2 separate regions of the Drosophila melanogaster genome follow, and region 2 is linked to region 1. A link is a contact called in public Hi-C data. All regions are on one chromosome and are shown on one strand. Each heading gives the region's core, a stretch centred on a gene start, on an enhancer-like site or on the middle of the called end of the contact. The rest is flanking DNA. Distances are from core to core; before and after follow the strand shown. Region 1 holds the start of SMC6 (Structural maintenance of chromosomes 6). Region 2 holds the start of BRWD3.

Region 1 (6,962 bases), core at 628-3,127:
CCGATTAAAGTCGGCATGATAGTTTCCTATCAGCTTTTCACATTCATCATACGAACGCTGATCCTCTCGCATGCGCCGTTCTGCGTTCCCTATCTTGGCTTTGACTTGGCTGGCTTCTAGAAGCAGATCCTGTACTGCTTTCTTAGCGGTTTTAAGCCTTTCATCCTGGAACTTTTGGGTTGCTAATATTTGATTTTTAGAAGCCTCAAACTCTCTGATGACAAAATAAAATGATTGTATATGATTATTGTATTATTTAGTAATCTTACTTCAATTTTTGGTTCATGGTGGCTTGCGTACTCTCCTTTTTGGATGTTGTCTGCTCCAGACTGGCCTTCTTGTTTTCAATCAGTTTAATTGAATGCTCTAGATTATTGAGCTCATTTTGGTAACTAGTCACGGCCATCCATGCCAGCTTTGTTTTGCACTGCTGTAGGTTTTCCTGATTAAGTATAGCGATGTTAGGTGTTACCGTGATTACAAGAAGTTAAATTTCCTACCTTGACCATTTCCTTATCCTCAAGAATCGACAGCTTTTCCTCCTCCGCGGCAATGTGCTTTATCATCATTTCTTTTTTCTGTTAAATTAAAACAACAAAAAACATATGTAGAGACAGGAAATATTAAATGTTAAACTATTTCCACCTTTTCCAATTGTTCCAGTTCTTGGGTGAAATGACGTCGCAGGGCATGGCACTCAGTTAGACTGCTGGTGCAAACATCCAGTTGAGTTGCTTTCATCAACAGTTTGTAATTCGATGCTGGCTCCAATCTGTAAACAATAAAACATGCTTAAGAGGCATGTCTGAAGGCTATTGCAAATCTTCTTACTCTTTTAGAAACTCCCTCGCCGCCTCCTGATTCAGCACAAAAATCGGATTCTCCACATTGATGCCGAAGCAGAGCAGCATGCGCCTAATATCGGACACTTTCTTCGAGACGCTTTTACCTCGAGCGTCCTGAAGATCGTACGTCGAGGAGGAGTGGCGTATTTGACGCACCACGGTAAGGTGGGGCCCGAAGATGTCCGCTTTGAAGGGCCGCAATCCCGAATTGGACAGTGTTATGGAGATGGTGGCACTAACTTCGCCGTTCTTGATTAACTCTGAAATGCATATATCATAATTGCCTGATTTGTATTGCCCTTTCTCCTACCTACTCTGTATACTGCTGGCCCTGTTGGTTGCCCTAGCGCTGCTGGTCAGACCCAAAGCCAGTGCCGTGATTACAGCGCTCTTGCCACTGCCATTATTGCCAACCAGGAAGTTAATATTGGGCCCAAACTCAATAAACAGATTGGAGTGGCACATGAAGTTCGTGAGACGCATGGAAATTACTTTGCCGCAGCGATCGAAGGCGTTCGGTATCGATAGCTCTGACTATGGATAATATGGGTTAGATAAACTGGGTCTAAATGGTTTATCTCTCAGTGCTACCGTCAGATTAAAGTTCACGGAGCGCTGGGACATGTTTAAAGTTGTTTGGCGCGCCTGCTTGTTCCGAGACCTTGCCGTCTGCGAAGTAGACGCGTTCGCATATTTCTCTGTCTCTTCTTCGACAAAATCCGGCTCCGCCTCCGCCACGAACTGCTGTTTGCTCCTCTTGCGAGTGGGTTCTGCCGTTGAGCCATCGCTTTCAGATCCGGGCGAAGGCATCCGCCGAATCCTTCCTCTGCGACTCCGCTCCATTTGGTTTTGTTCTACGCGAGGCAAAAAGCGCGGGCTGATATAAATGTAAACAACTTGGTTTGGACTGACTGAACTTACTCTGCTTACTAGCCTAGATATGTGCCTGTACTATTGTAATTGTTGTTGATTGCAATAATAAGAGTGCAAAAGAAATCTCAAGCGCGCTATCGTAAACAATTTTGCGAAATAACACCACAGCCATTCCATTCCGTTCCAGGCGCAGTGTGACCAGGTCGGATGCGATTTGAAGCGTCACAGAACAATCACAGATTTCTGCCAATGCAGTAGAAATTCATTGGCATGTACCACCTTATATTTAAAAATACTTAACTAATTACAGTTTATAGATGCGAGTAAACTGCAATTGTATATTGCTCAATATTTAAAGACATATTTAAATATAAGGTGCATATTTGTGTTTTGCATTTATGCTAAGGCTAATTAATTATTTTTAAATACCTTAGGTCCACATAAGAAATGTTCACTGTAAATTGCGCACTTTAATTTTTGAAATTTCATTTTAGAGGTGGAGAAACGTCGATGATTCCTTGAAAAACATCGATGTTTGTGATATTTCGATCCATCTATGTTTCTCCACCTCTATTTCATTTGCTATTTCCACGAAATCAAATATTTATTTATTTCCAAGAAATCAAAACGAAGCCCCATGTCAAGTTCAGATGACGATTGGTTTGACCAGGATGAGAACAAACTGTTGCAGGGCCTGGAGAAGTCCTTGAAGTCCCTGGAGCTGCAGAAGAATGAGGAGTACATCGAATGCCCCCCATCTGAGCGTAAATGCCCCCCATCTGAGGGTAAATACCACCTTATGGTTAAGCAGCCATAATATTGGTACTATCAAGCTTTTTGATTTCAGTGGGGGAGTACGTGATGCAACATACACGGTTCTCCCTGACCGAGTTAACAAATGCCTTAAAAATGCCAGCCATCGACATGTTCTTATACTTTTTGTCCGATAAGCGAGATCTCTTCGAGAATCAAGTGTTGGCCACTGACAATGTGAAACGAGTTGGCCTGTTCGTGGATGTCCTGTGGTCGCTCTGTGAACTCGAATTGGGCGGATTCGATGAAGTCTTTCTGTCCGCATTCAGCCGGCAGACGGCGCTTCTGGACAAGATCAAGAATCTTTTGCAGGCCAAAGCCGCTGTGGCAAAATGCGATGCGGAGTCGGCACTGATATTAAGCCATAGTAAGTGGATGCTTCTACGAGCCCATAAGCATGGCCTCCTTAGTCACCAGGGCTACGAATTGGTGGAACTTTATAAGAAATTGGCACCTTCCTTTAAAAGCGACATGATTGATGGTCTTGAAGCATTCACCGGTAACTTTTCACATAACGTCAAGGGCCTAATTTATCCAACGCTGGAGACGTTACTGGGCAAAGATGCAACTAAGGCTCCCAATGAAGAAGAGGATGAGGGCTTGGTGTCCGACAAAGTAGTCAAATATGTGAATGCACTGCGAAATTTACTAAGGGAAGATTTTTTAGCACCACTAGTTGAGTTTGTGCAACAGCTGCGCAGCGGAACGGATGTCGATGAGTTGAAGCAACAGGGCCTTCTGTGGTCCGATGTGCATCTGACTTTAAATCCACAGTTTGCCAACGCTCAGCGTCATAGCCTTGTTTTTTTGAAGGTTCAATTTACTAAAGAATCCAAGAATGCCTATAAGACTTGGCTGAATTCTATCAAATCTGGGACTCTGCTCTGTCTTACCACGAGTCTGGCCTTTGATGATTTAATTCTGGCTTCCGTTGGCTACACTGAGCCAGAAAAACTAAAGGAGGATTGCGTAAGATATGTGTTAATCATTATAAAGATTAATGTTCATAATATTTCCATACATCCGCAGCTAAGTGTGCAGATTGTCAAGCAGTATAATATTGGAAACGCCTACAACCGACCACTGATCATGTTCCAGGCGCCCGTGTTTTTCGAGCCTTATCTCAGAGTTCACAATTACCTGAGCACCTGCAGCACAGAGAAGTTTCCCATGGGTCGCTATATTGTAGACGGCCAGGTAAGTTAATGTGTAAGAGAACAACTAAAATAGATTATACATTCTCAACTATGTAGATGGAGATACCGCCGCCAGCTTACATGAAACCAGGAGTTAAGCTTAGTTTCAATATGAAGCCCTTCACGCTGGACAAACTACCGGAAGATCTGCACTTAAATGAGAGTCAGAAAACTGCATTCAAGGAAGCTTTATGCAGGGAGTTTAGCATCATTCAAGGACCTCCAGGCACCGGAAAAACACACCTTTCAGTGCAGTTGGTTAACAGTTTGATACAGAATGCTAAAGCCCTGGGCACGGGACCCATCATTGTGCTGACCTATACCAACAATTCGCTGGACAAATTCCTGGTAAAAATTTCGCGGTACACCCAAGAAATTCTTCGCTTTGGTAATCAGTCGCGAGATCCGCAAATATCAAAGTTTAATTTGAGTACCACGATCAAGCCAGAATTGGTTCCACCGCGCCTGAAGCGAATTTGGTGGCTAGTCAATTGTGAGTACAAGGAAAAATTCCGGAACCTACAAGGCCTGTACGCAAACTTTGATGGCAGCGAGGAAAGCTACCAGGACACTCTGGCGGCTCAGGAGAAGCTAAATCAGGTTGCCGAGCGTATCGAAACACTGCGCATGGTTTTCCAGTTCTTTCTAGCAAGGGAGAAGGACCTGTTGGCCATGACCACCACGTGCGCGGCTCGCCATAACTTTCTGTTCAGGTTGCTACAATCAAAGTGCGTCCTCTTTGAGGAGGCAGCCGAGATCCAGGAGGCACACATCGTGGCATGCCTAACGCCGCACACAGAGCACGTGATCCTCGTCGGCGATCACAAGCAGCTGCAACCTTTCAGTGGCAGCAGGAAGGTACCACAGATCTCGCTCTTTGAACGACTCATTGTGGCGGGGCTGCCATTTTCACGGCTCAATCTGCAGTACCGCATGCGATCCTGTATTTCTGAACTCCTTGTGCCCAGCATTTATGACGAGCTGCTCTGTTCGGAGTCAGTGAAGGAATACGAGGACATCCGCCTGATGTCTAAGAACTTGTACTTCGTTCAGCACAACCAACCTGAGCACTGCATGTCTGATATGTCCATTGGGAATCTTTATGAAGCTGGAGTGTTGGCTAAATTAACTGAGTTCCTAATCCAGAAGGCCCAATATAAGCACAGCGATATTGTGATATTATCCCCTTACAATGGCCAAATAGAGTGTATCAAGAACGCGGTATGTAAGCAATACCCAATTGTATATTATTTGATTTTTTTAATTCTCTCTCCTGCTGCAGCTTCCCCAAAACTATCGCTCGACTGTGCAAGTGGCCAGTGTGGATAGTTTCCAAGGCCTTGAGGCCAATATAGTGCTGCTCTCGCTGGTGCGCAGCAATATATCCGGCCGAATTGGCTTCCTTCGCCAAGCAAATCGAGTGTGCGTGGCTCTTTCTCGAGCCCGCTGGGCCCTGTACATCGTCGGTAATGTGACGATTTTGAAGGATACCTTCCCAAAGATTTGGAATCCAATTGTCAAGCGCTTGAAAGAGAATAATGCCATCGGAGAGGCATTTCCGACCATAACCAGTACCTGATTACAACTAATTAAAAAATGTATATATGTACATTTGATTTTCTGTTGATTTTATTTATTTTGATGAGGGGTTTCGGTGATTGAAGATCGCTTGCCGATTTGCGCCTCGTTTATGCCATCAGTTTACAAACTTTATTATCCTGATACACTCAACCTTTTTTTGAGTTTTCAATGAGGGCAGCCGGACATGAAGATTTTCTGTGTGCTGAAACGTTTCCATAGATGACGGATCTTCGTTCAATACTTAAAAATACTTCTCCTTCGACATTTACTTTGTATTTTTGCTGCACGCATGTATGTACACATAGTTTATTTTTGTAAGATCTTTTTAGGTCTAAATATGCACAATAGGGTGGGTGTATTTCTTATCCTTCAGAATCGGAGTAGCGGAAATGAATACATTGACAGTTTTCTTCACTTTGCATGATTGTTAAGAAGAATCTTATTGTAAAAAGTTCCGCCACCATAATATTTGACCGATTCCAATCCACACAAAACGACCTATCCCAATGCACTCAAATTATAGTCAGACGACCATTTTTTTTTTTTTTTTAAGCTTTCTAATGTTATACATTACATGAATCTGCGGCTGCATTATCAACTAGATCTATTTTACTTTGCACATATGGAGCATTTACTTGCCTGGCCAAAATAGTTTTTTTACACATTAGTTGTATGTGGTAACTCTGTAGTTTTTTTTAACCCTGACAGACTCAATTTGGAAAACGGGTTGATCAGATAAATTTGCATATGTTCTTTTTACTTAGATATCTTTTTTCTTTTACTTTTTACACAATGTAATTTACTTTTCACTTAATGCATAATTGGTTTCGGGGAACTTTTTACGAACGGCTGCTAAAAATGTGGCTAAACGAAATCGGCTTAGATTTACAATGTGGATAGATGAATTTAAGAATTTAACTGCTGACATGTGCATATTGTATATAATGGATTTATTCGATGGTGAAAACGTGCAGTTCATAAATCAAAACGAGAAGCGCGTAAGAGGTGTGCAGCAAGTAAATTATATTCCTTCCTATTACGATTACGATCTTAGTTAATGTGTTGCATTGGTGAGCACACTTTGCGATCCAGCGCACAAAGCGGCGGGACCTCCACAACGTCGTCAGCTTATAACTTAGGGTTCTTGGGGGGATGGTGGGTACAAGAGCTGAGGGACCGGATTAGAAATCAAAGTTTGTCGTATCTAACTTAAACTGAATTTTGATGCGAGCAGATCGCCACGTCAGTTGGGAGCGGGATGGGGAGCGGCGGTTTGCTGCTTATCCGCCGGCGGCGGCGGGGGAGGATTCACTGCTTTTCTTGCCACTCCGAGAGCAGCCGTCAGACGATGGCATCCGCTATTGCTGCAGCTCCGACCCCTATATCCGCCCGGGATCATGAGTGCACCGCCTCCACTTCCACTTGCAGCTACTCCGCCACTCCCGCTCCCAGTCCCACTCCCGCTTCCTCCCCCGCTGGCAGCCGACGTGCGCGTGGCCGCCGTCGCCGTCGTCGTCGTCATCAGGGTGGTACTGGTTGTGGTGCTGTTGCTGGTGGTGGGTCTGCCGCGTCTATTCTATTGCTACCGGCGATTGATCAGCCCGTTAGGAGGCGCCTGTTGGCTAGCCGTATGCATCAGCTCTAGCTCGACCAG
Region 2 (6,297 bases), core at 1,997-4,496, 130 kb after region 1:
CTTTGGTAGTTGTCGAAACGGAAGTGGACGCACTGACAGATTTGGCGGCCGATGACGTCTCCGCTGAATTAGATCTTACGGATTTCTCCTTGCTGGAAGCTTTCTTCTCCGCCCGCGCCTTTGGTTTGGCTGGCAGCGGTGGAGTTGTTGAGCCTTCCTCGATTTTACCCTTATCCTTATTGTCCTTGTGACCATTGGCCGCCGCTGGCTGGCGCTTGTTTGGTGATCGTTTCTTCGGTGACCCGTGCATTTCATCATCTTCATCGGTGTCATTTTTTATGATGATCTTCTTGATTTCCTGAGGCTGACGGCGTACCTCGTTGCGATTGATGCTGCGTGTTGTCGGCAGGGAGGGTGACCCACTGCTCTGTCTCGGCGATGGCGAGAAGCTTCTATCCCGATTGGATCGGCGTCGCTTGTCAACCGTCGTAGATGTGGGCTCAATATTAGAGGAGGACACTTGTGGCGTGGATACGGGTGAGGTGGATCGTTTACGAGAGTTGCTCGGCCGCTTGCGAGAGGCCCCTCCCTTGACATTCTTACCTCCGAGAGCTTTGTCGCCGTTTAACGTGACCACAAACTGAGTCTTGAGGGCTCCGGAATTGGGACTTGGCTCGTCGTGGGAGCTGATGTGCAAATCCAATTCATCCACGTTGGTCAGCAATTGCGGCACATACGTCTCGACGCCCTCAGTCATTAGGCTTGGCGTATATTCTTCCTCCACCACTTTGATCTCGGCGCGACGCTCGTTGGACCGCCGTTCACGCTTTCCATCCCTTTGTGTCACATTTACCACTAATTCCCGAGTGGTGCGCCGGAAGAGTTCGTTGCCTTGTGCACTTCTCTTTCTTCGTTTCCTCTCGCGATTCCGTTTACGAATCTGATCATTCTTATCCTCCGACTTGCGCTTGCCTAGAGAACTTATGATCTTGCCCACATCCTCGTCCTCCTTCTGTGTCGAAGTCTTGGCGAGGATTGTGGAACGCTGCGCGTCCGCCACTGCTCGCAGCAGGAGGTTCTTGCAGGCCTGTCGTCTGGGAGAAACATTTGGTCTTGGCTTGACCTTAATAACGGAGTTGACTGGCTTTTCGGCCATATCCTCATCGTCCGACGGCTCCGGTGGCTTGTTAACGGCCACAATAACTTGGGAGACAATGCGTTGCTTTGTACTTGGAGCCTCCGGACTAGGCGAACGACGCTGGCGCTGATTACGGTTAGTGTCCCTAGAGGTATCGCGGCTGGAGCGTCGTTCTCGGGTGCGCTCTCTTTGACTGCGCTCTTTGGTGGCCTCGGGTTCGCTCCGTCGCCGATGGGTCGGCACATAGAGCTCCTTTTGGTTGCGCTGCGAACGATCTGCCGGCGTTTGGGCCTTTGAACCGAGACGGTCATGCACCGATCGCCTTTCAGACCGGTCTTCCTTGGCCTTGTCAGCCGAAGAATCTTTTTTGGGGCTCTTCTCCTCCGCCTCCTCCTGGCGGGAATCGATCTCCGGTTCAGCCTCTGGACGCTTTTCGGGTGTCTTCTCGCGTCTGTTAAAAATAATGGGGCTCTTAGCTTTTCGTGGTGGAGCCTCCAATTTCGGGGGATCCTCTTCTGGCTCCTGGTCTACAGACTCCTCCCTCGCGCTCAAGTTCAACAGATCCTCATCATATTCATCGCTTTCATCCCCGATCTCGCCAATCTGGCGTAAATGCTTCTTGGCTGCATGAATTTTCTTTTGGATTTCGGCCAGCTCAGCGAGGTCTTTTTGCCGGTTAACACCGATAGTAGTTGAGATGATCTCAGACACAGCGGGCACATCCAGCGCCCTATTGGCCGATGCATCCTCATCCTCGATGGACTTGCGATTTTTCTTTTTGTGCAGGATCTCGTCTTTGGCACTGAGATCAATGTCCATGGTTTTCTTTGCCTTCTCGAGAAGCTCTTCGGCAAAAACATCCGTGATGGAACTGACAATTGGCATGGCATCTGAGGAACTTGGCTGTGGTTCCGACAGCTCATCTCCGGACTTTCGGTGCGGTCGCTTATCCTTCTTGGATCCTTTTTTGTCCTTCTCCTGACCGCGAGACTTGCGCTTCTTGCTGGAAGCTGAAAAAATTGGAGTTAGTGGGTGCTTAAGTATGATGAGCATATCCATCATACCACTGGATGTGGGGAGTGTGACCTCTTGGAGCTTTTGCAGCACTTCGTGCAGCCAGGTGACAAAGAGGTCAGTTTGATCGCCTAGGAATAGATTCAGCTCGGCGTTCATCTGCTGTTTGGTGCGCTTGTTGGCCACCATGACCATGACGTAGTCCGGCAATTCATCGTCTATAAAACCGGCCGATCCTCCGGTTCCCAGCTCCAGCAGCTTTGCCTTTACGGCGCTCTATTAATGAAGTGCAAAAATATATATAGTATTGGAGTATCCAATCCGAGCGGTATCCATAACGAGTTCATTGATTTTTTTCCAATGACTTACGCGCATCTTCTGACCAATCTCGCTGCCCAGATTGCACTCCATGTTTGCTGGTTTATCTATCGCCTTTTTCGCTGTTTATTCGCCGCGAGCATTTATTATTTACGCTTACTTTGTGGCTACACTCCACTTTTTGTTACATTAGAAAATGGCAAAACCTCCCAAAAAAAAAAAATATCGCAGCTGCTCCGATATTCATAACTAGTGGTGTGCGTTTGACATTAAGGGTATTCACGTTTAATTCACACGTTTTATAATGTATATATCGATTTTCTATAAACATAGCTTTAAAATAATAAATAGTTACAGAAATTTCATTTGAAATTAAAATGGCAAATTAAAAACTTCTGAAATTTAAAAATGCTCCTGGCCATGGCCATGAACTGAAGTGCAACATAACTTCAAAATAATCAACACCAATGGGACAATTTAAAAATATAAAAAGATTTCACTTGTTATTCATTAAATCATAAGTCTAGTTATCAAGAATTTGTGTAGTAGCTATTAAATTACATTCGAAAATTAAAAGCGAATAATTGCAAACAGTTTATTTAATCACATAGCTAAATATAAATTTCATAATAAGCTTAAATTCCAAACCAATGGCTACGAATATGTTTGACTGAGAATTAAAATTCTCAATTTGAAGTAAATATCTTAGATTGTAGAATCCTGCGAAGCATTTCAGTGCATCATCTCAAATTCAAATACGAAAATTGGCTCCTTCGGCTAAGACTCGATACCCATCTTGTGAGCCCCGCCACCAACTATCGATACGCAAAGGCATTTCATTCGGTGGGAATGGCAATCGAGTGTCACACGGGAAGAAGAAGCTGCGAAAAGAATTTTAGAAGAAAGCAACTGCAATTTTGTCATAATCGGAGCTGCAATTCGCAATGAATAATGGAAACTAGACAACCCAGTTCCGGTGATGATCTAAAGCCAGGTGCGTACCGCCCGGTGGCGCAGCGAGTGCGTCCAACGGGGCTACCAAAGGCAGCCCCTTTGACTTTGTGAAATGTGTGTCTGTGTTTCGCTCGCCCTTCGAATCGAATGGCTGCGTTTTTTCGACTGCGTTTCGCCAAGCGAAATTCACGGGCCCCTTTGGCCAGATATATCTGGAATATTGACGACTCCCAGCGAGCGCATTTTCGACAACTTGTTGCACTAAAACCCGTGAAATCCTCTATCTTGCAGAGCTGTACTTCCTCATTTCCAAGTTCCTGGCCGCGGGACCGCTGGAGGAGACGGCGAAGGTGGGTTGAAAGCAGCGCTCGCGCGAGATCGCATTGGAATCGTATTTCGCGCTAAAAGAGCGGAATTTCGTTTTGTTTACAAACATTTACATTAATTCTGAAACTAAATTCTATCCAACTGTAGGTCTTGATCCGGGAACTCGAAGAGAAGAAGGTGAGTTTTGTTGGTGCTGCAGCTGTGTTTTTGGCACAGATATTTCGGACTCGAATTGAGAGGGGGGCCAAAAAAAAAATAGAAAACCGCGTTTGTTTATACGCTTTGTTTTGGTTTTGTTGTTGTTTCTGCTGCCGGCAGCGAACGACGAAAAACCCACTTGTACGTCCGCTTGTCTCAGAGTTGGGAATCAGACTGAATTGTGGATTTGCTGGGGCCACGTGAATATATAGTCCATTAAAAAAAGAAGAGAAAAACATGAAAAAAGAAATGGAATCATAGGGATGCCCCCGCGACGTCATCGTCGACGTCACGGAGTGCAAGTGATAAGAGTCATACATGCATGCATATATATTTACACCCGTCTATATATACGTACACCTTTCGATTCCCAGGTTTTGCCGCGTCGTCTCGATTGGCAGGGAAACGAGCATGAGCAGACCTTTGAGGAATTGGTGAGTGTTTTCATAATTAATCAATTAGCTTTTCAAAGTTATCGTTTAATGCCTTTTGATCGGCATTTAAGTCTTGCGTAAGTGTGCGTCTGCTGCGGCATTTTCCGTCTCAGTCGTTCGCTCGCCTTTGTGACGTCATCGTGTCAGGGAATAGAGAAAAAGTTGCACATCAAAATTCAAGTTGTTAATTTAAAAAACATTACAACTAAAGACATCAATCATTCTGACTGTTAAATTAACAAATAAGTAAGCAACTATTTAATTAAAAAGGCAGCAAAAAATTGCAAAAATTCGTAAAAGACTAAAGTGGAAAGCAAAAATTCTAAAACCCTCGTAAAAATTGTAAATTTTGAAAAATCTTAATTTTTTAAACAAATGCTTTGTAATTTAGTTTTAACAATTAGCTGCAACCAGCCGACATTTTGGTTTCTCACACATACACATGCCCATGCGCACAGACACATGCAAGCAACCACCACTTTGCCTTGACTTGTGCGCGAGGGAACGAGACAAGCATACGTTGTTGAAGCTATCGCACCGTTTATCGCCCAATCGATAGGAATACGTTAAATTTTGATTTTGAATTCGCAGGAACGAAAGTACAAGCACATTGGCGCCAATCACTTGCTTGAAATATGCAGTCGTCTGGGTCCACTGGTGGATCGCGAGCTTCCGCCCAGTGTTCCGGGCATCAACTCGCTGTTGGGTACTGGGCGCCAGAACCTCCTGCGCACCAAGGAAACCGTCTACTGCCATCGCTCCTTAAGGGACTACTGCACCCGCCTGAATGGAGTCTCGCTGCCGGATTCGGTCCTTACAAAGCCGACCCACAACTTAGGTTAGTTGCATGGTAGAGTTTTATTCGCATATTAGAGACTAACCCATTTATATTTCCAAAGATCGCGTTCTAACTGGACGGGAACACGGCGGGGAAGTCCGTCGCAAGCTCCTCGTGCCCACGGACCTCTACCGCCGAACAAAATTGCTCCGTCGCACTGTGGGCCACCTGTCCTCAGTGTACTGTGTTCTGTTTGATCGCACAGGAAGATACATCATCACCGGAGCCGATGATCTACTTATTAAGATATGGTCAGCGGCAGATGGCCGCCTGCTGGCCACTCTGCGAGGCGCCTCATCCGAGATTACAGACATAGCCATTAACTTGGACAATACGATGCTGGCTGCCGGGTCATTGGATCACATACTAAGAGTGTGGGACATGCAAACCACATCACCCATCGCCGTACTGTCTGCTCACACGGGCATGATAACTTCGGTTAACTTTTGTCCGTCGCCACGTAGCGATCTGAAATATCTGGTGACTACCAGCACAGATGGATCGATCGCCTTCTGGCAATACTCAACGCCGCGCGGGCAAAAGATCACGTTTGCCCCGAAGCCAACGCAGTATCATGAGAAACTGCGGCCCGGACAAGCTCAGATGATGTGTACCACCTTTTCGCCAGGAGGCATTTTTCTGGCCGCTGGGTCTGCCGATCACCATGTGCGCGTCTATATGATGGGCGAGGACGGTCCGAAGCGAATATTGGAGACGGAAGCTTACACAGATGCCGTGGACTCGGTGCAGTGGTCGCATCGTGGACTGAGATTTATATCGGGGAGCAAGGACGGCACAGCACACATCTGGACGTTTGAGTCGCAGCAGTGGAAAAGTTCCAAACTATGCATGACGGAGCGTCTGGCCAGGTGAGTGCGATTTTCTTTAAAATGTTTCTAGCTAGTAAGGAATTCTCTGAAAACTAATAGCTTTGTAATTAAATTGCAGCTGCCCGGAACCAGAGGAGGGAAAGAGGCTTAAGGTAACCATGGTGGCTTGGGATGCCTCGGACCGTTATGTCATCACCGCCGTAAACGATTTTACTGTAAGCATCCGTCTTAAAACGTGCTAAACATTTACTTATAATTAATAATCCCATTTAAAAACAGATAAAAATCTGGGACTCGAAGTCAGCC

The links. Hi-C and Micro-C count contacts between places; a contact is called where the count stands out from the background.
Region 2: a Hi-C map of the Kc167 cell line shows a contact between it and region 1, with 3 times the contacts expected there. The contact joins the promoter of BRWD3 here to the promoter of SMC6 in region 1. A contact is called at or near these places in 9 of 107 Hi-C or Micro-C datasets (the D17-c3 cell line, the Kc167 cell line, the OSC cell line and 4 more) and 1 of 6 datasets of contacts at active chromatin or transcription factors (the Kc167 cell line).

Annotation. Positions count from the first base shown.
Region 1 is chr3R:24,191,546-24,198,507 of dm6, forward strand. SMC6 (Structural maintenance of chromosomes 6) reads right to left here and starts at 1,878. Exons shown (of 14, transcript NM_142971.3): 1 at 1,767-1,878; 2 at 1,437-1,699; 3 at 1,160-1,379; 4 at 832-1,105; 5 at 646-772; 6 at 501-578; 7 at 270-442; 8 at 1-214. The coding sequence starts at 1,688. It overlaps CG6204, which reads left to right and starts at 2,287. Exons shown (of 5, transcript NM_142972.5): 1 at 2,287-2,503; 2 at 2,566-3,500; 3 at 3,561-3,728; 4 at 3,785-4,948; 5 at 5,010-5,335. The coding sequence starts at 2,356. The coding sequence ends at 5,306. twin (twin,) reads right to left here. Exons shown (of 8, transcript NM_170130.3): 8 at 5,348-6,962. The coding sequence ends at 6,891.
Region 2 is chr3R:24,315,754-24,322,050 of dm6, forward strand. BRWD3 reads left to right here and starts at 3,247. Exons shown (of 15, transcript NM_170139.3): 1 at 3,247-3,404; 2 at 3,656-3,714; 3 at 3,839-3,868; 4 at 4,264-4,323; 5 at 4,915-5,161; 6 at 5,223-6,030; 7 at 6,110-6,206; 8 at 6,271-6,297. The coding sequence starts at 3,362. It overlaps Nab2 (Nuclear polyadenosine RNA-binding 2), which reads right to left and starts at 2,666. Exons shown (of 5, transcript NM_142986.4): 1 at 2,462-2,666; 2 at 2,143-2,368; 3 at 1-2,088. The coding sequence starts at 2,503. It also overlaps asRNA:CR46093.